Regions from separate parts of the Mus musculus genome. Here region 2 is linked to region 1. Evidence: chromatin contacts called from public Micro-C data. All regions are on one chromosome and are shown on one strand. The core of a region is the stretch at or near the end of the contact, and the rest is flanking DNA. Distances in the headings are between cores, read along the strand shown. Region 1 has its middle 17 kb from the start of Gm38773. Region 2 has its middle 100 kb from the start of Gm38773.

Region 1 (4,727 bases), core at 1,061-3,560:
GGGGGCCTATGAAGATCTGGGACCATGTTACAATGTAGAGGCAGGAACCGAAACAGAGACCATGGAAGAATACTGCTAACTCACTCTTGCTCATGCTCAGCCTTCTTCCTTAAACAACCCAAGGCAATCTACCTGGAATGCCACTGCCACAGCAGCTGGGCCTTCCCATATCAATAACAAACCAAGAAAATACCTTAAAGCCATGCCACAGGCCAATCTGATGGAGGAAGTTCCTCTCTTCCCAGGTGATTCTAGTTGGTGTCATATTGATAGCTGAAGCTAACGATGGCAGTGCCTCCTTCACCTGTGCTCTACAAGTCCTTCCATGTTTACAAGAGTTCATCTCTCCTTAGCTGTTGAAAGATTTCCTTCTCAATTTATCTTGTTCTCATTATCCATCTATTGTCCGTTTGTCAGATGACTTTCTCCTATTTTATATTTGCCTTAGTGTCACTCACGTTCAGACCACAGCAATTACAGCAAACCTTAATTGCAATATCTTCAGTTCTAAACCAAAGCTTGTTTTACAATTCTCTGTCTTTGTCTCTCCCCCTCCCCCCCTCTGTGTGTGTGTGTGTGTGTGCCTGTGCACATGCATGCGTTTGTGTGTGTGTGTATGTGTATGTATATGTACGTGTATTTTTCTGGGTCAAATAACCTCTTTTTGTTTGAACTGAATTATTAATCTGCTTCTAGTCTACAGACTAAAGGTGGACCAATGTTACTGTCATGACCAGGCTTCATAGAGTAGTGTCTTTTCTTGCTGGAAGACTTTCCCTTGACTTCTTGGATGAAGTATGTAGCTATGTTGGGAGGAGCAAAGAGAGAATGAATTCCAGGCAGCCGTTTGCTAGGAAGCATGGCTCTCAGTCCACAGCCCTCAGAATCAGTTACTGCCTAGTCCTACCTGTGTGAGCTTGAGGACTGACTTTCTGCAAAGAAAACCTCTCATTATAGCCCTGTGAGCTGATAAAGAAAAAGGAAAAGCCCTGGTTCATAACTTGCAGAAAATTTGAGATGTTGAAAGTGCTCTAAGTTGCTAAGTCTGTGATAGTTACATATGTAATAATAGCCAAGAAATATCCTATTCATTTGTTACCTCTCTATAAAGTCCTCTCTTCTTTGATGTTTTGTTTTGAAACAGGGTTTCTCTGTGTAGCTCTGGCTGTTCTGGGACTCACTGTATAGACCAGCCTGGCCTCGAACTCACAGAAATTCATCTGCCTCTGACCCTCAGGTGCTGGAATTAAATGTTCGACCATGCCTGTCCATCTCCAACTTTTGTAGCACCTGTTAAAATTTTTTGGAGACTTTACATTTCCAATCCATCAGTTGTGCATGTACGGGATCTCGTGTGCTCTGGGTTTTGTGTTGTGAGTACCTTTGCCAATCAAGTCTGAAAACTGACTGAGATCTATCTCTCCAGGGAATGATTTCTCAGCTCACAAAGTTTCTTCCCATCATTCCATTGCCTAAATAAAATAAAACAGTTAGAATTAGCAGATAACACACTGAGGCTAATGTTTCTCTATAGCCCTGATATGTGGACACAGTATCCTACCAGAGAATGCCTTCCATTTCTGCACCCCCACCTTCTGTAAAGCCTTTTATTTTATTAGAATACTGCTTTGAATCTTCAGAAACTGTATCCCTGAAGCCCTTTTCATTCCAGATCTTTCTGCTGGCATCACATCACAATTCTAAAATTCTTATCAGGATACAAAAACAAAATACATCACATCATTGATTGCAGTATTTTCAGCTCACCTAACGGGACTAAAGCATTTCATGCTCAGATGATGCACATTTTCTTTTGTTAGAACCAAGAATTCACTGAAGGTCACATGATTCTGTTTTTAGTTCTGTCTTCTTAAAGCACCACTTTCGTTTTTAACGTCTATGATTTAATGCTTAGCATGTGACAGTTTTGCTCAGTAGCTGCAAATGATCCTCCCAGTTGTTATAATGAGATAACAAAGGCACAAGCAAGCAAACAATCGGGAGAGTGAACTTTGCCTCTGTCCAGTGGTGGTCCACAAAGCCCACGATAACCCAGGGGTTCCTGTGTGCTATCTTTCCAGCAATATGAAGAGACGCTGGGAACACTCACACCCTCTTCAGTTTAGGTTCAGGCACACATTGCCCTTTTCCTGAGGACAGTGATGAGCCTAACACAGGCAGAGGACTCTGCTCAGTTTGATGCATTTGCTGCCCCGCTTCCCAGAGTCTTTGACAGACATATTTTAGGCTTTGAAAAACAAAAGAACTAGAATGGAATATTTAAGTCTTTGATCATCACTTCCTCTACTGAACACCTGGAAACTCAATAGCCTAGTGTTTTCAATAGTGGTGGGGAAACACCTGCTTTCTAAGACATCTTCATGTTATTCTTGAGACACAAAGTTTACACATTAAAAGAAAGAAGGAAAGAAAGAAAGCAAGAAAAGAGAGGGGAAGAGAGGGAGGAAGGAAAGAAGGAAGAAAGGAAGGGAGGGAGGGAGGGAGGGAGGAAGGAAGGAAGGAAGGAAGGAAGGAGTAACGAGAGAGGGAAAGAGGGAAGCCGGTGATAGAGGAATATTCATAGTTTTTTTAGCTCATGAAGGTTTTGTGAAATCCACAGATGTGTATGTGACAGTGAGGAGGCGTCTGTCTGTCATGGTTTCCACAGAGCACTCATGTACCACTTAACTTTGTATTTATCATATTGGAAGTTTAACCCAAACTATCCTAGCAAAGTGTCACTGTACACTAAAAATTTTTTCATGCAAAGAATTTGGTTAATAATTTAGGCTTTTCAAAGGTCTAAATTTCCTAGAAAGTTTACATAGAGGAAAGGGAGAAAAACTCAAAAGGTCCATGAATCAGGAATGGTTACATGTCAGTCTCCTTTTCTTTAATAATTTCCTTACTTCCCCAACCTCACTATCAATGTTGCTGAGGCTTTACTGAGTGTGAACAGTATGTATTAACAAAAGCATAGTGAAACTGGGCATGGTGGTGCATACCTTTAATTTCAGTACTCAGAAGGTAGAAGCAGGCCGATCTCTGACTAACTCATATGCAAAATAACGTTGTACTGTATAGGATAAACCTTTCTTTGTGGAAAGATGTCTCGTCCTACTATATTTTGAAAGTTAGTTTTTCTTGTCATATGTGTGTTGTTGATAGGATATGTCATGATTTTGACAGTTATTAAATATATAATTATTTAAATTATAATGATAAAAAGATAAATTGTGCAGGTGGGATGTAGATTATTTAGTCTGAAAATGTTGACATATGGTTGTATTAGATAATGGAAGATGATTTTCATAAGGAAGTATGAGGGCTAACATTGTGTTTTAAGTTTAAATTACTATGGGTAAGAGATCTATAAAACAAAAATTCCTCAAACTTGCAAGCCTCACTTGCCCAAGGACAGATAAGATAACTTCTTGGACAGCTGGGGCCTGTTCATACAAGCAACAAGCCATGTGTTCTTTGCTTCTGTAAGCTTGGTTGTTCCAAACGCACAGCATGTGCTTGCTCACATAGGCAGGGGGTGTGTCAGGATGTATGCTTAGCAGTGTTTGGATGACGGCAGGAAGCATGTAGCCTTGTGGATTTTACCTGTATAAGTCCCTGACTAACGACTAACATCACCTTGGGAATCCTGGGCCAGTGTTTAATAAAGCTTGCTTCAAATTTGGTTCAAAAATTATGACAGAGGTCTTATTCTTACCAGTAGGATTAATAGATTTTTTTTTTTAAAAAAATAGGACTTTAGTGAGAGATTTTAATTGAATAAGGCTGTTAGTTGCAATGTGGTTGAATCTACAGGACATTAGACTACTTGCAACAAACCAAGCAGGAAAAGTCCTGGAGTCTTTTTTGTTTGCTTGAGACAGCTTTTCACTAAGTATCCATAGCTAGCCTAGCACTCACTATGTAGATCAGGCTGTCCTCAGACTCACAGAGGTCCATCCACCTATCTCTGCTTCCCAAGTACTGAGTTTAAAGGGGCATCTCACCATCCTCCACCAGAATGCACTTATGAAGAGAATTGCTGATGGATGATCAAGACCCAAATTCATCTAAGGGTTGAGCCAACTTGAACCTCTGCTTTCAAGGAGATTAATAGGACAGAGAAAAATGTACCTGTCCATAAGGCAGAAAGCCCCAAAGCCAGAGTCATAGAAACCTCCAAACACATTAGCAGAGAGCCTGTTAGGTCAGTGCCATAGCTGGACCCAGAAAAGTAGCTTATAGGGATCAGAAGGAGATGATGTTCCTCTCTCAGGCATCAGTACATAGTGTCAGAACAGGGATGCAAAGGGAATGCTTATGAAAGCAGGAGCTACAGAGGCATCCCATCATCCTTCCCTGCCACTGTATGACATACGCTGATAATGCCTTTTTCCACTTCTTTAAAATATCTTAGATACAGTTGACCTCTAGGCAGAGGGCTACCCCCACTGCATTTGCTACATATGCCTACAGAGTACTTAGAGTCACTGTGGAAGAGCAGGATGAGCCATCTCCAATGCTCATGTCTGAAAAGGTCAACTAAAAAGCAAAGGTGACTTGGAAGGGATCTGTGTGGAGGTCCAAGCTGAATAATTTGTGCTTTCACTCAAGCTTTGTAAACTCCAGTGTCATTTCTGGTAGGAAGACTAGTGAAAGTAGGTAGATGGGGGTGGGGGAGAGACTCTCTAGAGAAAGACACCAGGAAGACTCAGTGAGAGAGG
Region 2 (4,727 bases), core at 1,393-3,892, 84 kb after region 1:
CCTCAAGATCATCCACTGAACTGTAAGAGGCTCAGTTGGACGTCCTCCATGATAAAGTATCCATTGAGGCTTGCACCCACAGGGCCGAACACCGTCAGAGTCCAATTTTGATTTGTTAATTCAGTCCTTTGATGTGAAGGCCCCCACAAACGCTACCATAGAACTCAAGATTCTTGGGACTATAGGCATGTGCCACCATGCCTAGCCTAAGCCACCATATTTAAAGATGCCTGGTCTTTAGCTCTCACACAATAGGCCCTCGTCACTACCTCTCAGGAGAATCATTAACAAAGTTCACAGAGGCATTTCTTATTTATTTATTTTTATTTTATTTTGAATCACCTCCTATATAAGCCTTTTCAGAAGAGGGCAAGCCAGAATGGTCACGTTTGTTAAGTGTACTCTATCAAAGTAAAACATATTGAAAGTGTCCAGTCCTTTAAGCTTAGAGTTTGAGTGAACCCGAATCAACACAATAAGCATGCTGAGGTTGGAAAGAACTCTCAGTACATAAGGAGGTTTCCGCCCACCCTTGTCCAGTCCTGGGGCTCACAGACTGGAAGGAGAAAATGGATCTCACAGGTTGTCTTCTGACATTCTCATGTATGCTGGGCCTGTGGTGTTTGTGAGACATGTGGATGTGTATGCACACACACACACACACACACACACACACACACACACACACACAGAGTGAAAGAGGTAATATGTAATAAAATACTTTTAAGTAAGGAAATTGAAGATATATGTGTGTGTATATATTACCTCTTTCACTCTCTGTGTGTGTGTGTGTGTGTGTGTGTGTGTACGGAACACACTCTGTAGACTGGGCTGACCTTGAACTCACAGAGATCCACCTTCCCCAGCTTCTTGAGTGCTGGGATTAAAGATGTGCCACCATTGCTCAGATGAAGTTTCAGTCTTATAAGGAAAGTGCTCTGAGACAACAAAACCAGTTTTGACTCTCCTGGTTCTCTTCCTACCTCTTTCTTCCAATAGTGCCAAGCCTGCCGTTTTATCTCACACTAACACTACTTTATAGACCGAGCAAGCTATTGCTTGATTCTAGAATTGATAATAAGAATCAATCCAATTATTTCCCCCTTTGTTTTTCAGTTATATAAAAATGTTTAATGACGTTTATATATTTACTTGTATGTGTGCATGTCCCACTGTCAAAAGGCGCTTCTCTGGCCAAGGCTGAAAGCTGCACTAGTCTAAGGGTGTCATCATAAATATTTAGAAGGCATTTTAATGACATTTGTTCAGGAAAAACATTAGTAGGCCCCCCCTGATAGGGTCTGTCTACCATCTCTCTAACCATAGGCTTTTGACCAAGTAAGTCTACCATATAAGGTATGCATTCCCTTCTGTGAAGAGGGCATCGGATCTAATCGGGAAGGAGTTGGTTTCAGCCCAGGGTAGTTATGCCTCTCCTGTACCACTGGGCACATCTTGTCTGATAGATTAATATGGTAGTACCCCGGGGTCCACAGTTTGTTTACTCTTTCTTATAAAGCTTTATGTCCAACCACCTGCAGACACACTCTTCTGGCAACAGGTGGTGTGTGTGTGTGTGTGTGTGTGTGTGTGTGTGTGTGTGAGAGAGAGAGAGAGAGAGAGAGAGAGAGAGAGAGAGAGAGAGAGAGAGAGAGAGAGAGAGATCTTTGCTGTCTGGTCCATTTTGTCTCAGACAGTGTGGAGAGAAATCCCCATGTCTTGTGAAGAGTGGAAGACAAGGTGAGGTTCCTTTCCTCTGTTTCGTTTCCCAAGGAAAAGGAAGCGTAGAAACGTAGAAAACGACCAGACGAGACAGCGAAAGACGCTCAGACAGTAGCACATTCTTTGGAAATAATTTGCACTTCAGGGATTTAGAAAGTAGAACACTTTCAGCTTTAAAAAGCAGTTTATGCTGCTTTGCTGCACTCCTCATTTGCCAAACAAATGATTATGTTACTATTTTAAGCACCGCATATTTAGTGCACGACTGTGGTCTGTCGGAGATACTTAATCACGCTGATAGAGTAGAAGAGTTGCAGGAAAGGAAATAACTAGAGCCGCTGAATATCCCACGCCTGCCCCGCCCCGCCCCATCTCCTTAGGATTCTGCGCAAAGGGAAGCATCCGCTACAGAGACATTTTAGCTAATAACTTAACAGACGGAAAAATATGTCCTAAGATCTGTTCTGTATCAAGTGGAAATCATAAACTGACAAATTTCATCTATTTAAGAGACGACCCCGAATCTGGAAATTTGAGGCTATTTCTCAAAAATCATCAAAATAAGGACTCGGCTTTGTCTGGGGCCATAGTTTTCAAACCTAACCTGTGAAATCACAGAAATTACAGTTTGATGACTCTGGGTTACACAAGCTGAAAAACTGGGCTCAGTGGGACAAGTAGCTTGCGTATCTGACTTTAGGCAAGACACCTTCTATCGACCGCTATTTCGATTTTTTCAGAAATTTATGCAACGTAGAAAAAAGCTTTTCTGTTTGTTTGCTTAGTTTTCGAGATTGTATTTTAATTACAACATTTCATTTTTTCCTTCTTCTTTCTTCTAAGCCCTTCTGCACACCCCTCCCTGGTATCCTTCACATTCATGGCCTCTTTGGGAAAGAGCTTTTAAGGCCCAATAATGCAGCATTTTCGGCTTGGCAGAACACTGCGGGGCTGACTAATCATCGTAGACAGTTCTTAACTAGAGAAGGAAAGCAGTTTCGAAAAAGTGGCAAGACTTAAACACAAGTACAGTTACTACTGGAATCCTATGTCGTTGAAAACATTTAGAGAAAAGTTTTTTTTTCCACAAAACTGCTAAAAGTAATTTTCAGCAAATAATATTTTCCCCCCTTTTCTTTTAAAAGTGGAATGCTCGCAATTTAAGAAATGCTGACAAAGCTGTTTCAGGACTCATGAGCCAGGACTGGCTATTTTAGATTCTCATGGCGCCATCTAGTGATTGAGACAAGCAATAGCATCTGTATTTGACCCAAAGGCTTTTTGCTTCTGAGGCTGCTCTGTGGATTTTTCTGCAGGGGTGAGTAGAATAACCACCTCCACAGACTTCGCTAGCTCTGCTCCGGGATACTGAGAAAAAAAATAATCTCATAATCTTGACACGGCTTTAGCCTTATTTGAATGAAAGGATATGGTTCTCAGCAAATATTTCAATCGTGCTTTTATCTTGAAATTCTTATTAATCTGGTACGACTTCCCTTTAAAGTACATTTTGCACTACTTTTTTCCAATTAAAGTTAACATGAGGCTAGAATTCACATTGAATTTAATATCAAAAATTGAAGCAGGAGACTGTTTCTGAAATTTGTAAGATGTAATGAAGTGTTTAAGACTACTGCATATTTTAATTAGAAAAGGGGACTTTCTTAGGAAGGAAAAGGTTGGATGCTTTATGCAAGTGGTGTTTTTATTGTGCAAAGGCACCATTCTAAAGAAGAAGCAGGAGGTTGGCTGTGAAAGGCAGGGAAGGCTGAGGGTGTGGGGCCCTGACTATCAGAAACTTCCCCTTTGGTTTCTAACGTTGTAAATACCTTTTCTCAAAGAGCTGTAAAAGGAAAATACTGGTACCTACCTATTTACTTACAATTTAGAGAATACATACTGTTTAAGAAGACAAAATGATGTGGAAGTATAAGATGCCCTAATTCTTTGGTGGAACCAGGCTCTGCCAAAAACCAGTGTCAGATGAGGCAGGGTCTAAGCTGTGGAAACAGCTGAGGAAGAGATCTGAGGATCAGCCTAGCCTGGTCCACCGCAAAAATCGGGCGAATATTGTACACTCAAAGCTCTTTCCCAAAGATGCCATGAATGTGGAGGAAAGCAGGGTGGGGTGAGTGGAATTTTAGGTCAGGCACTTGGGCCCCCTTTTTTCTTTTCTTTTTAGTGATCTCCTGTTGAGGTCAACTATGGCTCTTTTCCTGGTCAAAATTTAATTAGGTAGGGATACACACCACACACACATGTGTATTCATGTGTGTATAAAATCATATATATATATATATATATATATATATATATATATATATATATTTAGCTTTCTCTCTTTCTTAATAGCAGTGGCTGTGTATGGAGAGTTTTGTGAGTTAGTAAAACAACCCCCTAGAGAGAAAAATTTAACCCCAACTTTTAAAAAATTCAACTTAAACTCTTACAGTGTTTATAGTTTATAAAATTAAACATATGAAAGTTGGCCAAAGTTTAGAAATCTGATAAATTACACACACACACACACACACACACACACACACACACACACACGCGCGCGCGCGCGCGTGTATTAGCAATAAAAGTTCATCTCTCTTTTTACAGCTTATAGAATTCCTTGTTGAAATAGAGTAACTACCCTCTTGGAAAAGAGGGGGCTGTTTTATGAATGATGAATATATCGTTTTTTTTTTTTGTTGTTGTTTTTGCTTTTAAAGAGGTATTTATTTATTTTATGTATATGGGTACACTGTAGCTGTACAGATGGTTGTGAGCTAACATGTGATTGCTGGGAATTGAATTTAGGACCTCTGCTTGCTCTGGTCAACCTCGCTCTCACTGGCCCCAAGATTATTTATTATTATAAATGAGTACACCGTAGCTGTCTTCAGACACACCAGAAGAGGGCGTCTGATCTCATTACAGATGATTATGAGCCACCATGTGGCTGCTGGGATTTGAACTCAGGACCTTCAGAAGAGCAGTCAGTGCTCTTAACCGCT

The links. Hi-C and Micro-C count contacts between places; a contact is called where the count stands out from the background.
Region 2: a contact with region 1 is called in a Micro-C map of the G1E-ER4 cell line. The contact joins two enhancer-like sites. A contact is called at or near these places in 8 of 484 Hi-C or Micro-C datasets (the G1E-ER4 cell line, the N1E-115 cell line, nephron progenitors and 2 more) and 2 of 115 datasets of contacts at active chromatin or transcription factors (bone marrow-derived dendritic cells and bone marrow-derived macrophages).

The regions. Positions count from the first base shown.
Region 1 is chr6:22,407,126-22,411,852 of GRCm38.p6, forward strand. No RefSeq gene overlaps it. Among named protein-coding and RNA genes, the nearest start is that of Gm38773, 17 kb to the left of the region's middle. Within about 2 kb of position 2,311, at least 48 of the 459 cell types and tissues checked have an H3K27ac peak or open chromatin away from gene starts, as enhancers often do. A contact at or near this core is called in the G1E-ER4 cell line and bone marrow-derived macrophages, where this site is marked.
Region 2 is chr6:22,491,164-22,495,890 of GRCm38.p6, forward strand. No RefSeq gene overlaps it. Among named protein-coding and RNA genes, the nearest start is that of Gm38773, 100 kb to the left of the region's middle. Within about 2 kb of position 2,643, at least 37 of the 459 cell types and tissues checked have an H3K27ac peak or open chromatin away from gene starts, as enhancers often do. A contact at or near this core is called in the G1E-ER4 cell line and bone marrow-derived macrophages, where this site is marked.